2 separate regions of the Sus scrofa genome follow, and region 2 is linked to region 1. The links are chromatin contacts, called in public Hi-C maps. All regions are on one chromosome and are shown on one strand. The core of a region is the stretch at or near the end of the contact, and the rest is flanking DNA. Distances in the headings are between cores, read along the strand shown.

Region 1 (2,935 bases), core at 18-2,517:
GTTACAGAGAATTAAAATAAATCATCATATATTACTTATGACTCCTGACCTAGATTTTCTATAATATTTTTCCACTAAAAAATATAGCTAACCTTACAGCAATTTCTCTTTAGGCTAAATTTTATCCTGCAGTTACGAAGGACAGGGTTATTAGGAATAAGTTCTGTGTGATTTCTGAAATTCGGCTTTCTTTTTCTAGCTTGAATAACCTTGAATTTGAATTGGGTTTTTGTGCATGTGTGTGTGTGTTAACGTAGGTACCCTCTGCAGCTAGGGTGTAAGCATATCAAATCAATACCATCAAAGAAGCCCAGCTCTTTGTGTTCCAGCCCCAGAGATGGACTGTTAGGTTATGGTAGTCAGGACATTCTATTTTGTTCTCCAAGATCTTGGAAATGAGGTTACTCTTCTGAAAATATGGCTTTAGGAAATGAATAACAGTCAACTCTTTCCAGATACTAAAGTGAAAGGTTCAGACCAGACCCGTCTAATAAAACTTTCTGTACTGATGGGAACGTTAGATATCTGTGCTATTCTTATATGATACCCACCAATTATATGTGCTTATGGAACACTTGAAGTGTGGCTAGTGTGACTGAGGAACTGAATTTTTAAGATAATTTATTTCTAATTTATTTAAGTGTACATAGCTACATTTCTGGCTCATGGTTACTCTCAGGGCATATTATATTGTTATTCCTACAATCACGTATGTTCCAAAGCCAATGATTAGAACTCTCTTGTCTAAATTAGTTGAGCAGTCAAATCTAGTTTTTGCCAATGAAGGAGGCATTTTGTTGACAACTATAGGGCTGGTTCTTTTCAGGACTCTGTTACTCCAGGCTGTGTTTATTTTCATCTTGATTGCAGGGGAGGCGTGGGTTTATAAGTCTCCATGTGTGTGTGATTTCTGTGGCAGTTTGCTCTTAGAAACTCTCCTAGACTGAAATTTACTTGCACTTGAGCTTTTTAATCAATATGCTCTCCACTTATCTGATGTTGGAATCCTTTCGCCTAACGATTTTGTCCTGTGACTTAACCACCGAAAGTTTTCCACAGAAAATAAGTAAACAACCTTCTCAAGGTGACAGTTTTTCAAATCAAAGGAAGCCATTGCTGTTTGGAATCAAAGAGAAAGTTTGTGTGTGAGTGTTTGGGGCTTCCCCGGCTGGTTCACTCTCTTCTGGCTGGGTGAGTACTGCCAAGCCGTCTGTGCTTAGAGGGGGCCATGGGGTCATTCACGACACTGAGTTATGAGAAGAAGTGATGCGTGCCACTTGGGGGGTAGTCAAGGGTTTAATTGCTGATGCAGGACACTGCAGAGCTCTTCCCCCTTCGCCCCAGCAGCTGGCAACGTTTGTGATGGTGCCTATTCCGTCACCTCGGGACCCAGAATGACTAAGACAAGCTGAGATTTCTTGGTGGCTTGCAATGGATATATAATATGGAAAAGAAATAAATCTTTGATGTTTCCAGTCAGCAGACTGATACATGTCTAAGTAAAGATTCTGAGTAGAATATAGGAGTAAGCCAAAATAGCAGTGGAACTTGGAGAGAGATGAACTATCTGAAGTTGAAATCAACTGACCACGTGTTTGTCAAAACCCGCATGACACACTGGATGAGTACATCAAGAAGGCTTTGGAACTTTTGGGAATCAGGCAATTTGTGGAGCCCTGGGTAAAATGCTTTCTAAACAAATATCAGTGCCGGGTTTCTTTGTAGAGTGAAAAAGGTGCTGAGTGTTGGCGATGAAGCTCAGCAGTCTCAGAGTTGCCCCACGTTAAAGGGCCATGCCGAAAACCCCTCCATCTGTGGCCAAGATCAATTGAAGGGAGGATGCTTAGCAGGTGGAATTATGTTTTGATTATATTTTTTAGTTTTGAAGAGGAAACTGGGTGATGGAAAAATAAAGAGCTAGAGGTAGGATGTTGGCAATGACATCGACTCAAATTCCTACAGTTACTGTTTCTTAGCCTGAAGCCTAGGCTTGAAATTTGTGTAACAGTTCTCATATTAGGAAATCTAATAGCCTCTAAGTCATGTGTTGATAATATCAGGTTATTTTTACATTAAACCCCAGTTTCATTAATATGACCTCTTAAAGAATCACATACATTATTCTTTTCAATAAAAATATTCATAAAAATCACTTGGCACCACATTCAGTTCTTCAGCTTAATTACAATCAATAATACTAATTAATTATTAGTATTACTTAATATAATGTCATTACTAATAGTTCCATTAGTAATTATAATGTCATTACTAATAATTCCAGTTATCATAACAACAATAATAATAATGAGTAATTAATGACTTCTATGTTAATGCTCTTTCTATTCCCTGGCACTGTAGTAAACACTATATATGAATTATTTTATTTAATCCTAGCAACAACACTCTATAATTTATATTTTACAGAAAAGGGAACAGTCTCTAAAGTCTGGGAAACTTGGTGCAGGCCCAGTAGTTGGCAAGCCGTAGAATGGTTTGGAGTCGTGTGAATCCAAAGACTGTTTTTTGGGAGTTCCCATTCGTGGCTCAGTGTTAACAAATCCGACTGGGAACCATGAAGTTGCGGGTTTGATCCCTGGCCTCGCTCAGTGGGTTAAGGATCCAGCGTTGCCGTGAGCTGTGGTGTAGGTCTCAGACGCAGCTCGGATCCCGCGTGGCTGTGGCTGTGGCTGTGGCATAGCCTGGGACCCTCCATGTGCCGGGGGTGGGGGGAGCCCTAGAAAAGACAAAAAACCCCAAAACAACAAAAAACAAAGACCGTTTTTTGAATGGTCTGATGCACCACTTTTTCTCTGCTCAGTTTTAGAATATCAACTTTAATATGATCTGTACTTTGATTGTATTTAGTTAAATCTTTTACTCAAAGGCATCACCAATTTGAGAAAAAAAAAAAGAGAAAATAATCTTACAGAAAAAT
Region 2 (2,733 bases), core at 21-2,520, 270 kb before region 1:
AGACAGAGCTTCTGCCTGGCTCACCCTCTCCTGCACTCATCTTTGGAATTCAGCCACCATACAAAGAGGAAGCACAGACCACACGAAAAGACCATGTACAGGAGTTTTGGCCAACTCCCCCCCACACCCCGCCCCTCACTTATGGACTCAGCTAACAGCCATCACCAACCCTATCGACCATCAGACAAATGAGTAAACAAGCTTCAGATGATTCCAGCCACCAGGACTCATATCTTCCTGCTGAGACATGCCTGCCCCCAACCCTGGACACCATGATGCAGAGACAGAGCATCCCTGACCCACATAGTCCACGAGCAGCATCATATATAGCTGTCTCCCACCACTAAGTGCTGGAGTAATTTATTTTGCAACCGTAGTAACTGGCATACTCAGTGAGAATAGAAGAGTTATAACTGTGCTCCCCAGAGTGCCTTGGGCTTAATAGATGCTATATAGCCACAATGAATGCTCTATATAGTGAATGAATTAATGAAATGAAACCATTCTCACCAAGCCTGAGCTCACAGACTCGCTTTTACTATTTAATTAGCAGCGTGTTTCAAGTGCACCCCTTGCTGCTGTACCCCTTCCCCATGCGTTGTGCTCACATGGCTCCTAATAAAACTTGCCCACCTCTTTCTTGTACCCGACATCCTCAGGTCACAGGCCACCAGCCATTTGCCCTTAACCGCTGCATACAACCATTTTCCTAATTCTGATGAGAAAGAAGGGCCTCTGACATGGATGGTGCAAATGAGTGAATGTTTTGTTCTTTTTTTTTCCTTTGCCTTGTCATCATCTTCCCCTTGCATGGTTAAGACACCAGAGTTTTGGCTCTTTGAGCTAGAAATGCACTTACCGCTGTGTTTCACTAGTCAGCACGTCTGAATCCGGCTCCTTCCTGCTCTAAAAATTTTCCTCCAGATTAGCTGAATGAGTTCATAGCTGACACATCATTGCCCTGAAAACCTCTGCAAGTTTCCTGCAAGTGAAGCTAATCACATCTTTTGAAAACTCCCATAAACCAGTCACAGAAGGCTGTAAATTAGGAAGGGAAAGGCAAGAAGATAAAGTTGCTTATACATCAATATCCTAGACTTCCCGGAAGGTCATTCTTGAACTTGCTCATTTCTTGGCAAACCGAGCACCCTCAGCACCAAGACAAGACTCGTCAACTGGAGATACAGGTGGAGATTAATCCAAACACACCACGTCAACTCAGAACATATCCTTGCCAGCCCCAGCCACTATGCACGCCTGTGTTATGAATTTCCTTTTATTATAAATCCAGGTGTTCTGAGGCTAATACTCCAGGAAGTGCTTTGCTGTCCCTTCACAATGTACTTACTCAGCAGTAATCTGGTGTTACTTGCTTGCACAGCAATAAACTCAAAGCTTCAGGCAGAGATTTTTTAAGACCACATGAACCTACAGAGATGTGTCTCCATGTAAACAGGTGTAACAAATATAATGGCGGGATACAGATTCTTACCATTAATAAGCCCATTTGTCTCTTGCTCAGACAGTGATACAGTATCTGCCCCATTTATTAACAGAAGCTTAGCCTTGGCTTTAAAATAACTTGTTACTAGTTTGCTCCACATTAATTTATGAAGAGCCATCCTCCTCCAGTAGCCCTGGTCTGTGGCTGCTTTCTCTCCTCCCAGAGGAGACTTTCATTTGTTCTGCCTCAACTTCTCTTTGCAGATAGCAGCCCACGTCAACCTCTGCTCCTTCTCTATCAGATGCCCCCAACCTCAAGTGGGGAGTGAATGCTATAACCTGATTTCTTTAAGGAGCTTAAACATTCTATGTGCAATTTGGAACAACAAACCGAAACATACATCAATCTACTTATCACACGGTCCCTCTGGGAGGCGCAGAGCTGTTCAATCTTCATAGATCCAGTGTTATTTCAACTGCCCTTCTTTCCTCTGCCACCTGACTCTCATTGCCTCTCTCTACACCCAACTTGACATAATTTTCTTTTAATATGCTATGTTTTATTTCCCCCAACAGTAGAAGCCTAAACCAAAATAACCATTCACAAAACAGATAGGGTTTCTTATTTATTAAAAACAGTAAACTAATAAAAAAATTAAAACAAAACAGTTGCTGTGTCTTTCTCCACACTCTGATCTGCTACACCAGTCTCTGGCTTTCCATCCCTGGAGACAATTTTGGTTTGTTCTGCTGGCCTGAGACAGGCTAGAGGCAGTTTGTTATCTTAACCCCTAGGCACTGTGACAGCAAACAGAATTCCAGGCATTTTCTTTCTACATTGGTCCTGGCCTTTCTACAGACAATCTGAATGTGCATTTCAGAAGCCTTCACTTTCCGTTTTACAGAGACCTCACTTTATGCAAAATACACTTTATTTTCTTGAGGGAAAAGCTGTTTACAAATTATTTTTTTTGCAAGTAATTCCTATTATAATTTACCTTTACTCAATAATTTCAGCCATATTTATGGTAATTTCTGATTTGTATATAACTGAAAAGAATTCTTAAGGTAAACAAAATATTTCTGCTAAGAAAACTACGCTTTAAAGAAGTCTGATATTGAAAGACCATATTAGAAAATGCTGCTAAAGTTAAAATTTATTTTATAATTCAATTACGCCTTAACTTAATAAAAAAGTTTGCAATATACATTCCTTCTTTTCTGGTCATATCCATGGCATGCAGAAGTTCCCAGAACAGGGGTCAAACCCGTGACACAGCAGTGACAACT

What was found. Hi-C and Micro-C count contacts between places; a contact is called where the count stands out from the background.
Region 2: a Hi-C map of fetal heart ventricle shows a contact between it and region 1, with 2.4 times the contacts expected there. A contact is called at or near these places in 2 of 47 Hi-C or Micro-C datasets (embryonic fibroblasts and fetal heart ventricle).

What each region holds. Positions count from the first base shown.
Region 1 is chr4:20,046,558-20,049,492 of Sscrofa11.1, reverse strand. The region is part of intron 4 of COLEC10 (collectin-10); the gene reads left to right. Among named protein-coding and RNA genes, the nearest start is that of COLEC10, 96 kb to the left of the region's middle.
Region 2 is chr4:20,321,373-20,324,105 of Sscrofa11.1, reverse strand. All of the region lies in intron 2 of SAMD12 (sterile alpha motif domain-containing protein 12), which reads right to left. Among named protein-coding and RNA genes, the nearest start is that of SAMD12, 180 kb to the right of the region's middle.